Regions from separate parts of the Sus scrofa genome. Here region 1 is linked to region 2. Evidence: chromatin contacts called from public Hi-C data. All regions are on one chromosome and are shown on one strand. Each heading gives the region's core, a stretch centred on a gene start, on an enhancer-like site or on the middle of the called end of the contact. The rest is flanking DNA. Distances are from core to core; before and after follow the strand shown. Region 1 overlaps LOC106508363 (a long non-coding RNA gene). Region 2 holds the start of S1PR1 (sphingosine 1-phosphate receptor 1).

What was found. Hi-C and Micro-C count contacts between places; a contact is called where the count stands out from the background.
Region 1: a Hi-C map of subcutaneous adipose tissue shows a contact between it and region 2, with 1.6 times the contacts expected there. The contact joins the enhancer-like site here to the promoter of S1PR1 in region 2. A contact is called at or near these places in 3 of 5 promoter capture datasets (fetal liver and liver), 8 of 47 Hi-C or Micro-C datasets (embryonic fibroblasts, liver, psoas muscle and 2 more) and 1 of 2 datasets of contacts at active chromatin or transcription factors (skeletal muscle).

Annotation. Positions count from the first base shown.
Region 1 is chr4:117,203,798-117,208,371 of Sscrofa11.1, forward strand. LOC106508363 (a long non-coding RNA gene) reads right to left here. Exons shown (of 7, transcript XR_002343569.1): 2 at 3,559-3,804. Among named protein-coding and RNA genes, the nearest start is that of DPH5, 63 kb to the right of the region's middle. Within about 2 kb of position 3,199, at least 5 of the 83 cell types and tissues checked have an H3K27ac peak or open chromatin away from gene starts, as enhancers often do. A contact at or near this core is called in subcutaneous adipose tissue, where this site is marked.
Region 2 is chr4:117,066,948-117,071,352 of Sscrofa11.1, forward strand. It overlaps S1PR1 (sphingosine 1-phosphate receptor 1), which reads right to left and starts at 2,777. Exons shown (of 2, transcript XM_021090128.1): 1 at 1,479-2,777. It overlaps LOC110260372 (a long non-coding RNA gene), which reads left to right and starts at 2,102. Exons shown (of 2, transcript XR_002343565.1): 1 at 2,102-2,189; 2 at 2,667-3,568.

The sequences.
Region 1 (4,574 bases), core at 1,949-4,448, 140 kb after region 2:
ACTGAAGGAATTAAAGATGATTTTGGCTCTCACAAAATAAACATACACACACAGAGTATTTATTATGAGCAAAATACTGCTTAATGCTTTGGGGAAAAATCTCAACAAGAAGTAGTTTACTAATTCAACAAATATACACTGAGTACCTACTCTGTACCAGGTCCAAATTGAAAAAACATAGACCCTGGGCTTCAAAATATTTCTAATTTAGTGATAGACACATAAATTGCTTTCTAAATATACTACTAGAAAAATCAAATAAATGTAGGCAAGTTTTATTTATTTTTTGTCTTTTTAGGGCTGCATCCAGGGCATACGGAAGTTCCCAGTCTAGGGGTGGAATCGGCCTACACCACAGCCACAGCAACGCCAGATCCGAGCTGCATCTGGGACCTACATCACAGCTCACGGCAACGCCGGATCCTTAACCCACTGAGAGAGGCCAGGGATCGAATCCGTGTCTTCACGGCTTCTAGTCGGGTTCATTAACCGCTGAACCACGAAGGGAACTCCAAATGTGGGCAATCTTTAAACCTAGATCGAACTCTAACATGCCAGCACGTGCACATTCTTCGAGAGTGTCACACAGGTAGACACTTTACTATGAGGAACACCAAGGGCAAAAAGCTTGAATGGCTTTCTCCATTATAAAAACACGGAAATACCGAAAAATAAATCTGAGCGGAGGACACCAGACAAAGGAGAAAGACAACTTTTGCTCAAATAGCCATCATACTTATAAAGTGAGACGGCTCTTGTTTAAAAAGTCACTTTCCAATCTTTACGTAATGATCCTGGATTGTGAAATAGTTTAGCTGCCGACAATGTAAACTGTTGCAGAAAAAGTCCTTCTCATATCTCACAAAAGTTCTGCTTTTCTCTTTTTGTCAGTTTTTCTAGTGGTGACTGTGGTAACCAAAGAGAGCCTTAGATCCACCGTGATAAGATGGAGTGGTTATTTTTCTTTATGGGCAATCAGGATGGGCATTTATATGAGAGCTCACTAATAAGCATTTTCATCATCAGTGTAATAAAACTCCTTTGTAAAGGGTTTGGAGACAGAACTAGCTCTCACTAAGACATGCACTCCTTTATCCAACCAACCCTTTTCCATCACCTACAATAGGCCAACTACTTGCTGGGCTCTGACCTATGGGAAATGAGGAAGGCATAAACCAGGCCCTTGAATTTACATAGAGGCTCACTGTATAGGCCACCAATTTCCTATAAGCTGGCATTCTACGGCTAAGAGAATTAGCCATACTGTTGATCATATAATTATTCATTTAATAAATACGTACTGCGCTCCCTCTAAGTACCAAGAACTGTGCTATTCCTAAAACAGTACGTAAAAACAGCTGTGGTCGCTGACCTACAAGAGCACATAGTCTGGTTGAAGCACACCGAGGCAGAAATTATTAGTTTCCTAAATAATTTCCATTCCCTCTTCTTCCTCTCTAAAAGAAGCCTAATTCTTTACAGGGAGCAGTATCTCCAGCCTCCAAGAAAGGATCATGATTAGTTTAAATCAAGGATTCTCAAACTGCATGCTCAGTTTTCAAGGGTGCCAAAGCAAATTCACTGGGGGCACGACATAGTTTAATTTTCAAGGGAAACACAGCGGGACTCAACATCTGTTGGACAGCAAACAGATTACTAGTTTAGGTACAGTTTTCATACTAGATCACTACATTGCTTTAGACTGTGCCATATTATTGCAAAGTTGGGTTTGCAGTGGTTGCTGTGACTAGAAAACAAAGAAACTATGGCAGGAAAAGCATGTAGCACAAGAAACGGCATGCTCGAATCTGATTCCAATGTTTGAGAAGTTGTGGAGCCCCCCAAAAGTAATAACACCCATTAATAAAATGTGATTATTTAAAAATGAAAAAGATACTACTTTTCTTTCACTTTATGGGCACACTTTATTCAACTGGCTACCAAGTCGTAAATGGAACTTTTCTGTGTTTCTTTTGGCACCATGAAAAAAATCTGCCAAGACCCCCAAGGGAGCAGCAAACCAAGAAATTTAGGGAAACATTGGTCAAAGCCAATCATGTAAATCCTGTTTCCTGTTTCCTTGGCTTCCTTACATCTAGAGGTGACCATCTGACTCAATTCTGGCGTATGCAGAAAACTGCTCGAGGGCAGAGGAAGGAAGGTGCCGAGAGCCTTTACGGGAGGATAAGAGGGGACAATGACTAAGACTGGGAGTTGTCCTTCAAAAGTCCAATTCCTTTAGTAATAAAATCCTACAAGGTCCAGCTACAGACCACATGTCGCTCCAGCCTCCTTTCCAGATACATGTGAACAATTGCCTAAGCTCTGGCCAAAGGCACAAGAGCAGAAGTCACGCGTGCAAATTCTGGATCATACTCTAAAAAGGAATTGGGTGTGCCTTCTACTTCTTTTCCCCTTTTCTTGCCAGGGCCCAGAGAATTTAAACAATTGGCCTCAAACACACGTAGGTAATATCGGCAGAACTGAGACGAGACTTGGAGTCTTCCTTATTTCTAATCCACTGTTCTTTCCGTCTGCGACCCTCTGCGACCCTCGCTGAGGTCTTAGGCACCCCTGCTGTAACTCTATGCATGATATGCGATATGTTAGTACAACACAGTCTCTCTGGTATATGATGCTGTATCCTTTTTTTTTTTTTTTTTTTTTTGTCTTTTTGTCTTATTGGGGCATATGGAGGTTCCCAGACGAGGCGTCTAATTGGAGCTGTTGCCCCCGGCCTGCACCACAGCCACAGCAATGCCAGATCTGAGTCGCGTCTGCGACCTACACCACAGCTCACGGCAACGCTGGATCCTTAACCCACTGAGCAAGGCCAGGGGTCGAACTTGCATCCTCATGGATGCTAGTAAGATTCTTTTCTGCTGTGCCAGGACAGGAACTCCAACGTGGTATTCTTGATTCAAAATAATAGAGGATAAATTCACATTATTATAATGCATACACCACGGCACTCTGGTTAATAAGCAAGATTTAGTTTGTGGGTCAACTAAGTTTCTTGACCTTCTTTTTTAACCTTAACCTTTCTAGTTAGGACTAAACCCTCACTCATGGTATCTTCCCTCTTCAAGGTGCAGGTCTGGTGAGACTTGGGTAATTTCTATGATGAGAATCAGCAAAGAGGCAGAGCTTAAGCCGCTGCTCTGTGAATGACGGTTTCTCTTTAATTGAGGCGGAAACATGAAAAAGTGGCATAAAGACAAATGGACATAAAGGCAAAAGGACACTTAAGGATAGACATGAATCACAAGATTACAAAATAGCAAAAGAATTTATAAAAAGATTAACAGGGACTGAGATATCACATCTGGGACAGCTGACTTTGCAACTAAGTCACTGGGAGTTGTATCAGAAAACATCTAAAGGGATTTCAAAACACAATAAAATTGTATTTCTTTAAAAACATATTGTATTTTTCTGCCATCTGCCATGCTCAGAGTCACACTACATTACAAAATTATTTAATCCCCTAAAAATACAAAAAAGAATGGTTGACTCTCCAAAAACAGGATAGTGACGGAAGGTGCCTACAATACATACCTATGTATGTACTCCCAGCCGCCTACAGGACATCAGACAGGACTGTGTAGTGTTGGCAAAGCCATAGCTCCTGAGTTACAATGCTGTGGTGCCCCAGAGATTCTCATGTTTCATGGCACTGCCCTCGATGGCGTCTCCCAAGAGACAGTCATACTCATATCTTTTGGTCATTCCAGTATCATGAGCATCACATTCTTGCAGTGCGTATACCACAGCTTCACTGAAAAAACCACCCTTAGGAGGCACCTTGGAGAACAAAAAAAGGAAGATGATGATCACAACATTTTATGAGAGGGACATTTTTACTGCTGTTTCCTATTAACTTTGAGTCCCTAAAGCCATGTGAATGAGTTCTTTGTGTAATTAAAACTTTTTTTTTTTTTTTTTTTTTTTTTTTTTGCTTTTTAGGGCCGCGCTAGTGGCATGTGGAGGTTCCCAGACTAGGGGCTGAATCGGAGGTATAGCTGCTGGCCTACGCCACAGCCACAGAACTTAGAATCCAAGCCGTGTCTTCGACCTTCACCACAGCTCATGACAACACTGGATCCTTAACCCACTGAGGGAGGCCAGGGATCGAACCCACAACCTCATGGTTCCTAGTCAGATTCATTTCTGCTGTGCCACGATGGGAACTCCCCTAATTAAAACTTTAAAAAAAAAAAAATATGAGGTTGTGGAGCTCCCACTGTGGTGCAGTGGGTTAAGTTTATGGTGGTGTCTCTGAGGCATCCCAGGTTTAATCCCAGGCCTGGCACAGTGGTTAAAGGATTCAGCCTTGCTGCAGCTGTGGTATAGGTCATAGGAGAGGCCTGGATTTGAACTCCAGACTAGAAACTTCCATATGCTATGGGCCCGGCTGAGAAAGAAAAATAAAATGTGAAGTTGAAAATTATGTATGGTGAGTTTATCTAACATCTAACTGAAAAAAATTAGGGACATTCTGCCTATACTGTGTAAGCTAAACATATAAACAAAATAAACATCAGACTCAATGAAAATGTAGGAGAAATACAAAG
Region 2 (4,405 bases), core at 1,527-4,026:
TCATTCCTTGAAAAAAAAGAAGAAGATACGAGAGGGAGAAAAAAATTTTTACCCATACTCAAAACTCCGACTGCAAAGAATAACAACTCTTCCTCTGCTCACATTCACTCAAATGGAAATGGGAAAACTGGAGAAGCGAGCTCCGTTTAACTCCCCTCCTACCCCCTCAATCCTACGGCCCCACGCTGCTCCCACTCCCACCAGGTTTCCAGCTGAAAGATTCTCTGAAGCATTCACTTGTTCAGCAGCAGACTCACCACCAGCTTCTAGTCGCCCCTTCCAAGAGACCCAACCACCAGTGTGAGGGCGGAGACGCACACCTCTGCCCTCCACCACCACCCAGCTAAAACCAGCTTCTAATTGCCATGCAAGAAAGTAGACTTGCACGAAAATCCTTTGAGAGCGTAAGCACTTTTTGGTCTCTATTAATAACTCTCTACGAGCAGGTGTGCTTAGGGTCCGAAGGCGCAGCATGGTGTGGGCAGCCAAGCCCGCCCTGGCCTTTGCGATAAACAGGAAAGCTTAGCGCCTCCGTGAAGCAACTGCCTTTCTTTCCACTTTTTTTTTCTTTCTTTTTTTTTTTTTTTCTTGCAAGCCAGTGCAAGAAAATATAAAGGTGCAAATAATTCACAAGATATTGCAATAAATCCCAGAAGTTTCGTAGATTCATTGATTGCAAAAGGAGTATTTTTAGTTACTGTGGGTTTAGCCAAAACACACACAGAGAAAGAGAAGTTAAACTACCAATGATAACAATACATGCCACTACATTCCAAATTCCTAGTGCAAAATTACTCTCCAGAAACTCACACAAACAGACGCCTGGCGGTGCATTGCTAAGCTAGCGCGGGCAATTTTATTTACAGCCCTCCCCTCAACACGTTGCCTCCTCTCATAGAACTAGAAAGTGCGGAGGGAATGAAGCACGACACTGATTAGAAGTCTGCCCGCACGTTGTTTAAATGCTTCCAGGTAAAGTAGCAAATGCGATAAACGTGGAGTAATCGAGGTGAGAGCAGTCGCAGCAATTCCTGGACAGCAGAGGCTGCTGGAGCCCAGAAGCCCGGCGTTTCCCACACCTAATTCCACACCCTGCTCATTCTCAGGGCAAGTTTATGCCCTTACCCCTCCTGCCATATTCTTTGTCTATAGGATTTCCCAAAATACGAGCCTTTCCTCCCTCTCCTCCAGCCCACCGCAGCTTCCGCTCTCCCCTAACCCCAGACGGCTCCGCCACGGGGACTTGACCCTTTTCCAAACTTTTAGAGGCACAAGTGCTCCAAAAACAATCCGATCGGAGTTGGGTTCCTTCCTTAGTATTCCAGAGATGCCTGTTTTCAGCATCCAAAGACGAATGTTTTAAAAGTGTTTGTTTTACTTCGTTCCGGTTTAAAAATTTGTTTCAGCCTCGGGAGACGTCCGGCCGCGATGCTTCCCGGTGCGCCCGGGTCGGCGCCGGCCCCGCGCGCACTCCCTACCTGGCTCAGGCGGGACGAAGCTGCGTTCGCGGAGCTTCGGGTCTGGACTGCGCGCTCGGCATCTTGCAGCTGCTGCCCGGGACTGACTGCGCTGCGCTCTCAACTTACTCCCTCCTCAGCCGCACACTCCAATGGCCAGCGCGGCCAGCTGAAGTCGCCGAGCGCCCCGCAGAGGCCGAGTGGCTTCTTTAGGAAGGGACCGGGAGGCGGTGAGTGCCTCAAGCCCTCCCCCCCCCACGTCCTCCGCCCGCGACGGGTGGCCTCCGGATCTCTGCCGCTGAGACTACTGTCCAGGAAAGATCTAGAGCAGAAACACAGACACGCACAGTCAAAAAGAACCCCTCCTCCCCCACAAGCAGCTAAAAGAGGAAAAAAGGGGGGCGGAGCCTCGTGCCCCCTGGACTCTAATGTATAAATCACGGTCCTCGCCCAGCTCGCCGCCACTCCCAGGCGGTGGGGACCGTTCTCTGAGCCTTAGAAAAGAGAAGAGGTGAAGAGCCTTTGGAAACTTTTCAGCAGAAAAGTCTTAGGGAACAGAGGCGTCTGTGGTGCCCCTCGACGCTCCTCCCCCCACCCCACCGCCCCCCGCAGCCCTGGGGGGACCCGAGTCGCGAGATTGTGGCAAGGCGTCCCCGGGACCGCTTCGGGTGCAGACAGAGGAAAGTGGCGCCGCGTCCCCGCCGCGTCCCGGCCGCGCTCTGGGGAGGAGAGGTAGGGGGACGCAAGCAGCCTAGAAGGGACAACGGCCCGGACGGGTTCCTGCACTTCTGCCCACCTCCACCCCTCACCCCTATGTCGCTACTGCCTGGAAACTTGCGGTCTGAGGGGCAGAAAGTGGCTTTCGCGGGGCGCAGAGGGAAATGGGCCAGCGCTGGGCGAGGTGTGAGGTGGGGGTTCCCCTCACTCAGCTGGGCGCAAAATCAGGCCCTGTGTCCCAGATTCTGGCCAGTGGGGAGGCCTTTGAGGAGGTGGGCAGCTGCTGCGGGCCGAGAGATTTCAACAGCCTGGGCAGCTCAGGGGTTTCCGAAGGGAAAGATGCTGCCAGGCCTAGACCAGCCTAGGCCTGCTGCCACCCAGCCCGGGGAGGGGGGGGGGCAGGTGCCCTTCTCTCCCCTTCTACCTGGGAGGGCCCCAAACCTCAGTGCCCACACTAGCTCACTCCCTTCTTTCTCTTGGATGCGACTTCAGAACAGAAGACTGAGGGGCGGCCTTGTCCTCTCTGCCTGGGTGATAAGCGCAGGCACCTCTGCCCTGCCCTCCTGCTGCAAGGACCGTTTCCGTCCAGTTCCCATCCAGTCTGCGGTCTCACCGGCTTCCCATGCCGGCAGATGTGAGCGCAAAACTCCGTCGGGTAGTTTCAATTGACACAGAACAGACACACCCTGTACCTGAATGACTCAGAAGGAGGCTGAAAGAATAAACAACTGGCTTCTGGGATCTTATGACTTTGCAAAGGGGAAAAAAAAAAAAAATCAAATGACAGTTAGTACACACTTGTCCCAAAAGACATCATCAACGGTCTTGCAGCCAGCACACACCCACCGCAAATTTGACAACAGTCTGTGCCGACCGTGTAGAAATTAAAATAACGGTCCTCTAGACTCTAGAAGCAACTCTGGGTCTGAGGCCGTATTTCACTTCAAAGGGAAGATATCCTGTCTACTCAGCACAACATGCTGGATGAAGCTGGCACCCTTCACCCCATCCATTAATTTAAAGGGAAAGGAACTAAAGTAAATTGCACAACCCAGACTGTATCAGACATGTGATAAACTATGGAATTCAACACGACTACTCTGTGAAGCAAGCATTGTTGGCCATTTTGTGGATGAAGGAAAATTCAGACAGTTTAAATCCACAGCTAGTGATTGGCTGAGCTAGGTTCCAAAATGTATGTGTGTACGAATTTACATATTTATTCATTTTGCATTTCAGGGCTGCACCCATGGCATATGGAAGTTCCCAGGCTAGGGGTCGAATTGGAGCTATAGCTGTCACAGAAACTCAGGACCCAGGTTTCAACTGCAACCTACACCGAAGCTCACAGCAACTTCAGATAGTTAACCCACTGAGCAAGGCCAGGGATCAAACCCACTGAGTCTTCATGAATACTAGTCAGTTACATAACCCACTGAGCCACAAGGGGAACTCCTGGTTCCAAAAATTAAATACTGCAAATGCCATGTCAAATGCCTTCAGTATACAGTTAGGGGGTTCTCTGTGATACAATGTCTTGACAATGGAAGTCTTTGTAAAACCATTTGTTTCCTGACTACGCAAGTGTTACACATATTCACATATTTAATCCTTACCATGTCCCTACAAGTTGGTACTGTGCATATTCTGATTTTACAAACGAGGAAACTGCATCCCAGACATATTAAGCAACTTGATTAGTGTGGGCTTTGACCATAGATGGGCTGCAGATTCTTAACCATTTCTCCCAACCACCACGATAAACCTCAACCATGTCAAAGAATTGTGTTGGTGGAAGTCAGTCCTTTTCTTGTGAATACTGGTGACAAGGACAAGATGCAATATTGATTCAGTATTTAGAGCTCAAATACTTTGCAGATGATGACTTAGCAAAATTCATCCTTAGCAGACAGCTATGAGATATAAAATGTAGATGACCACCCTGGCCAAACTAGAAAGAAGGCAACAACGTTCTTTACAGTAAAGGCTTCCTTGCCAGTTTCAAGCCTCTGGTTCCCACACATATCTCTTCCCATTACTCTCAGGAGAGTCCCCAAGAGTTGCATCCTTGAGCTATCTCTGGGCTGTGAGCCCAGCTCCCTTTCCACTCCTGCCTGGAAGGCAAGCTCAGTGTTCCTACCTTACCTCTGGGCTCACTGAGGTTACCATCTGATGCCCATCACATGGAGGTTGATCCATTCCAAATTCCTTCTCTCAAAGCAGCTTTGCTG